Linked DNA regions of Triticum aestivum: region 1 is linked to region 2. Evidence: chromatin contacts called from public Hi-C data. All regions are on one chromosome and are shown on one strand. Each heading gives the region's core, a stretch centred on a gene start, on an enhancer-like site or on the middle of the called end of the contact. The rest is flanking DNA. Distances are from core to core; before and after follow the strand shown. Region 1 holds the start of LOC123119642 (heparanase-like protein 1). Region 2 holds the start of LOC123119638 (polyubiquitin).

Region 1 (7,233 bases), core at 3,665-6,164, 600 kb before region 2:
TGCATGATCTCATGGTCTTAGGAATAGATACTTGCCATGAAGAAAGCTATAGCAATAAACTGATACGATCAAATGCTAAGCTTACGGTTGGGTCTTGTCCATCACATCATTCTCCTAATGATGTGATCCTGTTATCAAATGACAACTCATGTCTATGGTTAGGAGACCTTAACTATCTTTGATCAACGAGCTAGACTAGTAGAGGCTCAATAGGGACATGGTACTTGTTTATGTATCCACACATGTATTTAAGTTTCCGGTCAATACAATTCTAGTATGAATAATAAACCTTTATCATGAATAAGGAAATATGATAATGACCAATTTATTATTGCCTCTAGGGCATATTTCCAACATATAAGAACTACATGAGTTGCCATGAGTGGTGACTCATGGCAACACGTGTTGTGATAGACAATGCATCAAGGGAGATAGGTGTAGGACCTACATGAGTTACCCATCCTATGTGATTGGAGATCCCATGAACTAGGAGCTGAAAACACAAGCTACTGGTTAACTGAGGAGAGTAACCTTACTAACCGACTCCGTTGGAGATGCAGTACTCTCAGAACAGTATGGTACGTTGACTTTTTTCTTAATGTGCTCCAAAGCTTGTATAAGCAAGATGCTATCCTATAAAGCGATCTCCAGAGGAACACATCTATATGAGCCCGATAGTTGGTCATAGTCTATGAGATTGGGTGGTGTCTAGCAAGCTCATGAATAGGCCAGGAGTGTGACTAATATATTCCACCCGACGGGTCAGCCTTCCGCAGCCTAGTACTGGAAAGACATTTGGTGAAACTTCTTTACGTCAAACTGACAATTTAAGGCATAGTACATTGTTAGTTGTGAAGGAGTGTAACTACTTGCCCTAGGTGGATGCTCAGTCTTAACTGGTCTCCACTGAAAATACTAATATACCAAAACAATGTTTGTAGAAGAGAACAACATAATGGACCTTCGAGATCTGGTGGGGGATTGTTGAATTATGAGGTGGGCTTTAGGCCGATCTAGTAATTTCATAAAAATCTCTAAGGGCTCATGTGGGTATTATGACTAGGTGATGGGAAGTTTAGTATCATACCGCTAGTGGAGGAAGAGTTTGACCTCTTTATAAGGGTTCCTCTTCTACATGCTATTGGATCTTGAGAAGAGGAGTGGTTCCCGCGCGCTCCTCCGCCGTTGGCCGCCTCGCAACGCCTCATGTTGCGCGTGTGTCATCTATGAGTTGAGCCGTGCTCATACCTATGTCATATGTGCGCTTATTTTTGCCGGCCAGAAATGGAGAGTCCGTAACAGACGAGACACAAATCTAAGACGTCAGATTGTGGACTGTTGCCGACTCAGACGTGGGTCCAGCCCACGTCTCCCTACCTGGCCGCGCCTATATATTGGAGGCGTTGGCAACGCTAACCACTGCGAAGAATAGATCACATTTGCTATGCTTCCACGTGCAGTGCCCACCGTCGTTCCACTCCCTGCTGCCGCCGGCAATCCCATCCCGTCCACAACATGCACGGTTGTACGAGAGAGCGGGCCTCCGAAATCCCGTCTCTTGAGATCCTGTATGGGAGAGAGGTGATTTGGTTTTTGGGGAGCGTCTCCTACGCGACTGCTTGTCGCCGTTCGTCTACGACCACTACTTCGTCTGCATTCTTATCGCCTTCGTCATCAACATGTCCACCGATGCCAACAAGCTCGCTGCCGAGAAGAAGGCCGCCGAGGAGCCGCCACCGCTGCCGCGGCTTCGGCCTAGCCTGCTGGAGGGTTTAACTCGTTTATCCCACTCCTGTTTATTTCCGTGTGCACAGTACTGGCTATTTACGTAGATACTTGTACTATATGTGTAGTATGTGCCTATCAGATTAGATACCAGTATGTGATCAATAATGTTCATGATTTATTTCTAGATTAATTTAGTTGGAAAATTGCTAATATACTCAATACCACATCGCCACAGAACACCGTCGTCCTGCGTCGGTACCGTTGGGCAGAGAGGAGAAGAGGCCCCGCCGTTGCCGTGTCGACCGGGCTTTGCCCGTCAGCGCCTGCCAATGCGGGGGAGGGAGGAGAGGGAAGGTTGGACCGGTGGCTAGGGTTCCCTCCCCGTCGCTCTCGCGTCGCTCGGACGGAGGGGGAAATAGAGTCTTTAGATGTTTTTCCATGATGATTCCCTCTTCTTCCGTCCTGCTTTGCTGCAGGGTCAGTGGCACCCCAAGTTGACACATTTCGCGTATGCTGAATCAAAATAACATTGCTCCAACTCCTTTTGATCATTTTCTCGCTGGCTTGACTGGACCTTTGACCATGGAGTGGCTGGGTCAAAGCCGGACGCATTCCCTGACCAAGTCGGTCAAAACCAAGACCTATCTGACGTGAAATTCACCTGATGTCCTCCTGCCAAAAAGCAAAACGCGGCCCATTTCACGTCGACCGAGCCCTGATTTAGATTTACACGCAGCCGAAGAGTTCCACGTCCGGCCCAAACTAGCTTCAACTATTTGATGGACCGAACGCAACGGGGAAGTTGGATTTATGTTCTTAATTTCAGGTATTGGCAGGAATTAATCGAGACATCAATGTCTAAGAACAGTGGTGCAGTTGTCTGTCACGGTCGGCCGATGCGGTGAGCAATGGAGGCATCCAAAATTCCAAATAGATCGCTGTTGTTGGATTTATTTGTTTATTTATTTTGAGAAGGATCGCTGTTGTTGGATGTGCATGCCTAGTGTGGCATGCTCTCCATCTGGACCACTCCTCCTACAGTCACCTTATGCCTACGTCCAGACAAAAGCAAGAATCTGGTCAGACCAATTTGAGGAAGAAAAGCATGCGTATGCAGATCGTTGGTGATCAGAGAGACGAGACCTATTGGAGAGGATAGGTTTTGGGTGGCACGATGGTGAGCAGTTCCGAGCATATCCACTCGACAAGCAAGTTGCACCAAGAGGAGGGTGGATAGAAGCTACGTACGTGGGTCACTCCCTCCACTTTTGATTCTGTTGTCACTTTTAATCCGCATTGAAAATGCGTGACGTGGATTAGTTGATCTCTGACTTGGACTTCCGTTCGCCATAGAGACATCACGTCCTCCATTAATCCTTTGATCTTTCTTCAAGTCAGGGATCATTACAAGTTTCCTTTGGCTTTCTTCGCGTGCGCATTATCTAAGATTGATGCTCTCCTTGGCCACCATAAAGTACAAGATTATCATAGTCATGACTCCTTTTTTATTATCATCATGGTCATGACTTTCCTCTTCCTTGTTGTTGTTGTTGTTGGTGGTGGTGGTGGTGGTGCGAGAATCATGGTCATGACTCATGGTAGGATTTTCTTACTAACAATTTTTCACATCCAACTAATTTTGGAACACTCCCATACTTGCTTACTGTTATGTCGTCAACGCCGACGTCATGTTGCAAATGCTTTACATTGGCTGATGGAATGCCATCTCTGGACCCACATGTATGCCACCCCTAATAATACCAACCTCACTACATTATGTTCGCCAACTTTCTCGTACCACTTACCTTTGTCATGGTTTATTGGCCATCTTCGTATTTCGTGCCAAAATTTGATCATAGAATTTATTAACAAAATGTTAATGCATGTCATTAAAAGTTATATCATTGGATTCGTATTTGAGCATAGTTTCCAATGATACTATTTTTTGTGACATGCATTAACATTTTATTAATTAAATTCATGGTCAAAATTTTGCACAAAATACAAAGGGGACTAATAAATCAGGACGAAGGTAGTAGTTGTGCATAATTTTAACCGTATATTTGACTAACAAAATTATAAGTTGTATGTCACAAAACTTATATTGTTGGATCCATATTTGAAAGAGGTTTTGAATGATGTTATTTTTATGGTATATAAATTACTTTTTAGTTAAATTAAAAGGTCAAAGTTCGACCCAAAATAAACCAGGTCAGAGGTAGTAGTAAATGTACACGCGCAATACATGTTGATATTTGGGAGAAAACTAATTGCAGGTTGATATTCGGGAGAAAATTAATTGCATGTTGACATTAGGCAAGATATCAATTACACGTTAATTATATGGATAGTGTTGATATCCATATTTGATATGATATTAATTGCAAGCTAAACATGTTGAGCCCTCGCCGTTGGAGCAATATGGATCGTTGGATTGACATGGTTTGACGGCCGAGGTTTGTTGAATCTGCCCTTTTGGATCTTTTTAGATGATAAGGTTTCCTCTTCCGTCGAACATGTTTTCGCTCATCCCTTCGTCCTCCCTCGGATATCTTTGGTATCCCAATCAATAGCAATAAATTCATGCTTGTAAGCAAATAAATATCAATCAATCCTTATCTTTGATAACCCAATAAAAAGTCAATCAGCAAATAAATATCAGTCAATCCCTTATCTTCGATATAACCCAATAAAGAAGATCAATCACAGACACATATCTATTTTTTCAGTTAAAAAATGACAAAAAAAATATATACTTTATAACCAAATCATAATCCTATTTTATCTATTTTGTTTTGCATGAAAAAATATCCCATGGTCCTCTTATTGTGTTAAAAATAATATTTTGCCCCTGTTAACGCATGGGCACATACCTAGTCTATATCCATATCAATATTGAAAATGCGAGTTACAGAGATCTAACAGATCTCATCCATTCAGCCGCATATATCCAATGGTCAATATTGCCCAATAGCAAAGCAGTAATATTCGGAAAGGGAATCTACTAGCATCACTCTCACATGATCAATCTAATTACTCACAGAAAATGTATTGCCAGTCAATACGAAAAAATAGCTTGGGCTGGGACCACAAAAGAATTCAGTGGCGGGGAGTGAAAACGTGCCCATCTTTTTTCAACTTCTGCAAGAAGCACCATCGTCTTCAGTGTTCAGATTTGGACCGAAGTAATTGGTTTGTCGTCATACCGCTGCTGTTTAATTAGGAGAGGCACAGCTTTCTCCAGGGGGAGTGGCTTCAAAGGGAGATATAAAGAGGACCGGCAGCTACCTCCAGATTTTTCTTCCTTCAAGAATCTCTCTCCCTCTCTCTCTCGGAGAAGCGCCGCTCGACTCTTGGCAACCGCTGACAAGCGGCGCCGGCGACGGCGAGGATCTCCGGGAGAAGGACGCCATATTTTCCTTTGATCCGCTGGGCCCCATTCTGGGACCTGTTGCTCTGTTCTTCAAGCATTCTTTTTCCTGTGACTCTCCGAGCGGGCTCCGGAGCATCCCTTGGCTTGGCTGTGATCTCCAGGTAATTAATGGCCCTCGTCTCCGTTTCCGTTTGCTTCCGCCTTCTCTGCACTGCCTAGCTTGCAAATCTGCAGCAAATCGCCACTGCGCCCGGCTTGGTTTTAGTTGCTTCAATAGATTCGATACTGGTTAGGTGTATGTTGGGAAGGGAGTTGGTGTTGCTTGGTTTCATCCTCTGAACCACTGGTACTAGAGCCGTAGAGCGTGTTCTTGCTCCGTTGGAGGTTCAGATTCGGCTGGGTTTCGATGTGCTCAAATATTTAGCGGAACAGGTAGTACAGGTTTGTAGATCATTTCTTCAGTATCTTTGGGGCAATTTGTTAAAAAATAATAATTTTTAACTTTACTCTCCGATTGATAAAGTTTAAAATCTTGAAAGAAATATGCAAAGTGGAAAACATTTTTTTTAAATGTGAGTTAAAATGGCGTTTCATCAGTGACGAATCTTACATGAATAAAGCCAAGCTGATAATGAATTGACCTGTTAAAACCTGGAAAAGATGACATATGGAAGAAAAATGGACCTGTGGCTGTCACTTTCAGCTATGCCAACAGAGCAGGAATTTGGACCTTTCCATACCAACTAATCACGTTATTTAAAGAGCATGATAAGCCTGAACCGCTCTAGTTGTCTATTTGGTGGACAACATCATTTGCAGGTGGTGGAAGCATGAGGTTGTGGTCTCTCCTTCTTCTCCTTGTTTGCTTGCCTACACTGATCCTGTCGGAAGATTACTCCGACGTAACCGTCATCGTACGGGGCTCCAAGACGATCGCTGCGACCAGTGATGAGTTCATTTGCGCTACCCTTGATTGGTGGCCTCCGGAGAAGTGCAACTATGATCAGTGCCCATGGGGAAAGGCTTCTATCTTGAATATGGTAGGTCCTGAATCCCAATAATACTCTTATTAATCACATGAATTTGGATTTTACGCAAATTACTAAGTTTGGCCTTTCTCCGAATTTCCAGGACTTGACTAATCCGTTGCTAGCTAAAGTTATCCAGGGTTAGTGTTCTGACCGTTGTCAATTGAAGAATTTTCTACTTTTCAGTTACAACTCCCCTATTTTCTACTGTAACTTGTTCCCCCACCTTTCAATGAATGGGTTTTTATCATTTATGCCACTGGTTGTCACTCACTACTCAGTTTTGCCACTAGGAATTTCAACTGCTCAAAAATGCCATCGCTTCGTTAGGTGCATGCTCAAAAATGCCACTCGACACCATGATTGTCAGCTCAAATCTCGTTTGCCATGTCATAATGACCAAAATAACTATAGAGCAACATGTCAGCTCTCCCTCTATCTCACTACAATAAAGTGTGGGTCCAACTTGATCCCAACAACGTTCTTATTTTCTCTTAAATTATTCGCTTGCTTACTCCAAACAAGTGGGTATAGGGTTATTTTTGTCATTACATGGTCAATGAGTTTGACCTGACAATAACGATGTCTGATGGCATTTCTGAGAAAATATCTAATGGAACAATGGCATTTTTTAGATATCTAATGGCATTTTTGAGAAAACATCTCACGGAGCGATGGCATTTTTGAGCAGTTGTAATTTCTAATGACAAAACTGAGTAGTGAGACACAACTAGTGGCATAAATGATAAAAACCCATGAATGAAAAGAAACGCAAAGTCTTTGCGTTTTCTCCGAAAAAGAAAACAACTCCCTATGGAGGCTCAGTTTATTCTTAAATTTTTAGAAGGGTAAAATATCCTTGTGAGTCATTTACAACCTAGCATCTAACAATAATTGAGCTGCCACTGAAATATCCTTGTGAGTCTTCACTTCGCAAGTTTTTCCTTTTTTTGTGTAGCTAGTTTCTTCACTTTTTTGTTTACCGTCTTTTCATAACGGTCTAGTTTATGGTCTTGATGGCACCTCATCTTCTTCCCCTGATGAATATTTCTGCCGAATTTATTCTTGTAGCTTTTAGCCCACTACGCATCAGAGTCGGAGGCT
Region 2 (6,710 bases), core at 4,205-6,704:
ATGCTCACATAAAAGATAAGAATTGAAACATAAAGAGAGCATCATGAAGAATATGATTAACACATTTAAGCCTAACCCACTTCATATGCATAGGGGTTTTGTGATCAAACAATTTATGGGAACAAGAATCAACTAGCATAGGAAGATAAAACAAGCATAACTTCAAAACTTTTAACACATAGAGAGGAAACTTGATATTATTGCAATTCCTACAAGCATATATTCCTCCCCCATAATAATTTTCAGTAGCATCATGAATAAATTCAACAATATAACCATCACATAAAGCACTATTTTCATGATTCACAAGCATAGAGTTTTTATTACTCTCCACATAAGCAAATTTCTTCTTATGAATAGTAGTGGGAGAAAACTCAACAAAATAACTATCATGTAAGGCATAATCCAATTGAAAATTAAATTCAAGATGACAAGTTTCATGGTTATCATTATTCTTTATAGCATACATGTCATCACAATAATCATCATAGATAGCAATTTTGTTCTCATAATCAATTGGAACCTCTTCCGAAACAGTGGATTCATCACTAAATAAAGTCATGACCTCTCCAAATCCACTTTCATCAATATAATCATCATAAATAGGAGGCATGCTTTCATCATAATAAACATTCTCATCAAAACTTGGGGGACTAAAAATATCATCTTCATCAAACATAGCATCCCCAAGCTTGTAGCTTTGCATATCATTAGCATCATGGATATTCAAGGAATTTATACTAACAACATTGCAATCATGCTCATCATTCAAAGATTGTATGCCAAAAATTTTATTGCATTCTTCTTCTAACACTTTGGCACAATTATCGGAATCCTTATTTTCATGAAAGACATTAAAAAGATGCAGCATATGAGGCACCCTCAATTCCATTTTCTTTTTGTAGTTTTCTTTTATAAACTAACTAGTGATAAAACAAGAAACTAAAAGATTCGATTGCAAGATCTAAAGATATACCTTCAAGCACTAACCTCCCCGGCAACGGCACCAGAAAAGAGCTTGGTTGACGGGGTGTTAGTACCGCTTACCTAGCCTCCCCGGCAACGGCGCCAGAAAACAGCTTGATGTCTACTACACAACCTTCTTCTTGTAGACATTGTTGGGCTTCCAAGTGCAGAGGTTTGTAGGACAGTAGCAAATTTCCCTCAAGTAGATGACCCAAGGTTTATCAATCCGTGGGAGGCGTAAGATGAAGATGGTCTCTCTCAAACAACTCTGCAACCAAATAACAAAGAGTCTCTTGTGATCCCAACACACCCAATACAATGGTAAATTGTATAGGTGCACTAGTTCGGCGAAGACATGGTGATACAAGTGCAATATGGATGGTAGATATAGGTTTTTGTAATCTGAAAATATAAAAACAATAAGGTAACTAGTAACAAAAGTGAGCGTAAACGGTATTGCAATGCTTCGAAACAAGGCCTAGGGTTCATACTTTCACTAGTGCAAGTTCTCTCAACAAGGATAACATAATTAGATCATATAACAATCCCTCAACATGCAACAAAGAGTCACTCCAAAGAGTGCGCCAAAGTTTCTACCGGAGAGTCAAGACGAAAACGTGTGCCAACCCCTATGCATAGATCCCCAAGGTCACGGAACCCGCAAGTTGATCACCAAAACATACATCAAGTGAATCAATAGAATACCCCATTGTCACCACAGGTATCCCACGCAAGACATACACCAAGTGTTCTCAAATCCTGAAAGACTCAATCCGATAAGATAACTTCAAAGGGAAAACTCAATTCATCACAAGGAGATAGAGGGGGAGAAACATCATAAGATCCAACTATAATAGAAAAGCTTACGATACATCAAGGTCGTGCCATATCAAGAACACGAGAGAGAGAGAGAGAGAGAGAGAGAGAGAGAGAGATCAAACACATAGCTACTGGTACATACCCTCAGCCCCGAGGGTGAACTACTCCCTCCTCGTCATGGAGAGCGCCGGAATGATGAAGATGGCCACCGGTGATGATTCCCCCCTCCGACAGGGTGCCGGAACAGGGTCCCCGATTGGTTTTTGTGGCTACAGAGGCTTGCGGCGGCGGAACTCCCGATCTAGGTTTCTTTTCGGGGGTTTCTTTATTTATAGGAATTTTTGGCGTCGGTCTCACGTCAGGGGGGGTCTCTGAGTCATCCACGAGGCAGGGGGCGCGCCCAGGGGGTAGGGCGCGCCCTCCACCCTCGTGGATGGCTCGGGACTCTTCTGGCCCAACTCTTTTACTCCGAGGGCTTCTTTTGGTCCATAAAAAATCATCAAAAATTGGCACGTTAGTTGGACTCCGTTTGGTATTCCTTTTCTGTAAAACTCAAAAACAAGAAAAAAAACAGAAACTGACACTAGGTTAATAGGTTAGTCCCGAAAATCATATAAAATAGCATATAAATGCATATAAAACATCTTAGATGGATAATATAATAGCATGGAACAATCAAAAATTATAGATACGTTGGAGACGTATCATACCTCCATGCGCTCAGATTGTGAACAGCTTTTTCTTGCGTGTTCAACTGCTATATGCGTATATATCTTGCTCGCCATTGAGGCGACAGCGGAGCGCTCTGCTCGCGTCCCTGCGCGCGCGCTTTGCAGCGGTTGGGGCCTGCGCACGATCATGTTGGGGGCCATATGCATGCGGTTGCGCCGCGCGCGTCGCCACGATGCAGTTACGTGCGACACGATGGAGTTACGCGCTGCAAATTAGAATTGCCATCCGGGCGTGCGGATATTCCAGGTCGTCTGGCTTCCCAATTAATTCCGCGGCCATTATAACCTTAGTCTCTTCAACCTTTCGATCTCGCCCCACAACACAACAAGCACACCCACGACGACACATACAGAGAGGATATCTAGCGGCGCTCCAATGGAGTTTGGTGAGCATAAAGTGGAGACCTACGCCAGGGAGACGGATCTCTCGGTGGTGTACACCATCGACTCGGCCGTGGTCGAGGACTACATCAACACCGTGGAGCAATTGCTTGCTCGAGACAAGTACATGGTGGTTGGCATCGACCTCCCGTACACCGGCGGTCGTCCTGGCAAAGATCAGAAGGTTGTTGTCGCCCAGTTGTGCGTGCGCCATCATGTCCTCATCTACCACTACTGCATGGCCACAGAGCCTTGCGACCGTTTTGTCAGGTTTGTCAAACCGACTACACGTTCGCTTTTGTGGAAACCTCCAATGATATAAAAGCGCTCAAGGTTACGGGCTTGGCCTGCAAGAACCTTGTCAAAATCCGTGACCACTACAGGGTCTGGGGCAGCACGAAGAAGGACTCACTGGTTGAAATCGCCTCGGCCATCATCGACCCCTACTACAAAAAGATGAAGCGGGATGCCAACGGAACAAGTCCCATATCCTGGCACGGGGCCTGGACGCGGCAACTGGATGAACCTCACCTCAAGTTCGCGGCCAAGAGCGCGTACACATGCTACGAGATGCACAGGCGGGTCCTTGACATGAGGAAGTGCCTCGTTACCGAAATCGACGAGGTGGGATCGAGCCACAAGCAAAGCAGTAGTGGCAAGCGTCACAAGAAGTAGATGATGATCAGATAATCATTTATCCTAGTTAATTATGCATGTAATAATTTGGTGTGTGGAAATGTCATGTGTGTAGTAGCCACCTATGTAATTATGCATGTAATAGTTTACTTTGGTGTGTGCAAATGTCATGTGTGTAGTAGCCACCTATGTAATTGGATGTTTAATTTGATTATGCAATCATGTCCTTATAAGCGTGTGTATATATGTTGTTGTTCTGTATGCAATCTCATCGCACAACACACACGTCTTATTAGCAGCAATCGTCTGTGTTATTATTGATATTCGCACACATTTCTGATTATAGACATGTTTGCCACGTATCACGCACATCTTGTTAAATTGAACCGTTTCTGTTCTCTTGGCTCAACGCAAACAATTCACCCGAGTGAACTGTTTGCCCTCTATCGCACACACCTTGATTTGGCTGACCGTTTCTTTTGTTCCGCCTAATCACAAACAGTTCATCGGAGTGAACTGTACGTCGTATATCGCATACACCTTCATCTGGCTGCCTGTTTCTGTTGTTCTGCCTCATCACAAACAGTTCATTGTACTGAACTGTATGCCTCGCGTCGCACATGCAAAAATCCAAATCGTGTTTGATGTATCCGCCATCGCAAACGTTTTGCATCTTTTTTGACGGTTTTTTACATCACCATTTGCGATTATTGCATCGCACACAGTTTAGTCGAAGGGTCCTTGATTGTCATGTCGCGTTAGCAGCATCCTACGGTAGTGAAGGCATGCCCCGTGAGTGGCATCGACATGCAAGACATGGTATACATGCGCCCCTCTTTGTTTCCATTCCCGTTATGCTTGCATATCCATTTCGCATGTCCATTTGCCCATATGCTTGCATGCTATTCATTTGTAGGCATTTCAAGCTTTGGAGGCATTCAAGGTCCAACATGACGGCAAGCCTTTCAACCTCTCCCATTGCTGGATGGTCATCAATGGGGAGGAGAAGTTCAAGGCGCAATATGCCGCCCTCATGGCGCGTGGGGGGAAGAAAGCCGTGGAGGAGGTTGGGGAGGGTGAAAAAAGCCACGGCCGTGGGAGAAGACCAACTCCAAGAAGGAGGACAAGCAAGATGCGGTGTCGATCGCCTTGCTCGCAACCGTGAAGGGCAGGATAAGTAAGGACTCAAGGGAGGAGAAGCGTCGGCAAGACAAGGAAGAGCAAATGAACGCCTTCATGGAGATCCAAAGATGGAGGCTTGAGATGGAGGCGGAGAAGCAAGCCAAGATGCTCGCGATCGAGGCCGCCAATGTGGACCTCAACACCGTGTTGCCGAGGAAGAGGCCCTGGTTCGAGAAGATGCAGGCCAACATGTTCAAGTTCGACGACGAGTGATCTATGGCGGCGAGCGCCATCCTTTTTGTATGCCGGCAAGTGTGCTGGCATGACCACGACCGAGATGGCGTGGTCGAATTCCCGCCCATTTTATGTGTGTTGGCATGTGTGCCGGCCGCTGGCAAGTCCGCCAGCATGAACTGTGGTGGTTTTCTTGGTGGCTGGCATTGTATGTCGGCCGCAGGCATGATGCCGGCATCAACTTTGGACGACGGCATGGCCGATGGCATGATCTATAGCCATGAGCCTTTTTCGAATTTATGCGCGGACATGAAATGGGTCGCGGAGTTGGGTGCATGGCCGACCCAAAAGAAAAACAAGACGGACGCCGGGCGTCCGACCCAAAAGGACGAAAAGGAAACAAAATCGCTGTCCATTTGAGTCGGCCCATTAAAGTTGTTTTAAAGGATTTTCTTTTCCGAGGAGAAAAGATATTTTTAGGGGTAGAGAAAAGATTCATCAACGGACGGCCGACGTGCACGGACGGTGCTAGCGGCGTGAGCCGGTCACCAACCTTTTTCTATAGCTGGCCAAAACCTTTGATATCTCCGCGGCGGGGTCGCTCTCCTCTCCCTTGCCTTTCCCCGAAATTGCGTGGTGGAGGCCTCGCATCGCTCCCCACCCGTCGTCACCCGTGCCGTAGCCTCACGGGACTCTTCTCCCTTTAAATCCCCATCCCCTCCCGTCTCCTCCACCACTCATCCAATCCTCCCTGCCAAGCGAGCCCCAGAAAGTTTCCGATCGAATCGAAGCCAAGGCTTTCTCGTCCTCCGAGGTACGCGAATCCCAGACCGCGCTCCTCGCTATTATCGTTGATTGATTGCTGTTGATCTGCCCCGTAGTCGGTTGTCGCGAAATCCCTCTCGATTATGCCTGGATTATCGGGTGAATCTGCCGATTAGAGGTGTCTAGTTGATTCCGCTCGTTCCATATAGATTTGTTGATCGATTGCTGTTGATTTGGCTCCGTTGTCGTGAAATCTCTCACGATTATGCCTGGATTATCGGTAGATCTGCCGATTTGAGATGCAACTGATGTTGATTATGTTCATCTAGGCGTATGTAGTTGATTGATTCCGCTCTGTTCCTGCTGAGTCGTTCAGACTTTGTGGCGCTCATGAGCCTTTTATGTCGCACCTATGCGATCTGTCAACGGATATACCGGGGCACATCTAGATGTGCTTTAGCAAAACTGTTTCCTATATTAGTTGTTGGGCCTAGTAGTTGTTTGGAGGATTCGTTCTTGTGCACCGGTTCTGCTCTAAGAGTCAATTGTGTTTGCTTACAATAGTACTGTTGATTTAACTAGATATTGTAGCTTGCTGTGTCAAAACTTGAAATTATCTGTACTTGTGCATCAGTTCTTGTCTGAAAATCATATATATTAACTGATTTTTTTAGCTTGTTGTCAAACTTGAACATCAATCTGCTATCTAATTGTTCCTATTGAGATGTTCACACATAGTTACAATTTCATCCCTCTTGGATCGTGGCTTTCTAGTTCATATATGCTTTATGTTCTGCAGTTTCATGATTACGAGTGCCTTACTATGGTTTTGGTACACTTTATGTTTGCAGATGCAGATCTTTGTGAAGACCCTCACCGGCAAGACCATCACCCTTGAGGTCGAGTCCTCTGACACGATCGACAACGTCAAGGCGAAGATCCAGGACAAGGAGGGCATCCCTCCGGACCAGCAGCGCCTCATCTTTGCTGGCAAGCAGCTTGAGGACGGTCGCACCCTCGCTGACTACAACATCCAGAAGGAGTCCACCCTCCACC

The links. A called contact is a pair of places that touch in the nucleus more often than the background predicts.
Region 1: a Hi-C map of leaf shows a contact between it and region 2, with 8 times the contacts expected there. The contact joins the promoter of LOC123119642 here to the promoter of LOC123119638 in region 2. A contact is called at or near these places in 2 of 5 Hi-C or Micro-C datasets (both in leaf).

The regions. Positions count from the first base shown.
Region 1 is chr5D:93,148,771-93,156,003 of IWGSC CS RefSeq v2.1, reverse strand. LOC123119642 (heparanase-like protein 1) reads left to right here and starts at 4,914. Exons shown (of 10, transcript XM_044539504.1): 1 at 4,914-5,262; 2 at 5,890-6,141; 3 at 6,233-6,269; 4 at 7,201-7,233. The coding sequence starts at 5,932.
Region 2 is chr5D:92,548,445-92,555,154 of IWGSC CS RefSeq v2.1, reverse strand. It overlaps LOC123119638 (polyubiquitin), which reads left to right and starts at 5,454. Exons shown (of 3, transcript XM_044539500.1): 1 at 5,454-5,703; 2 at 6,506-6,710. The coding sequence starts at 6,506.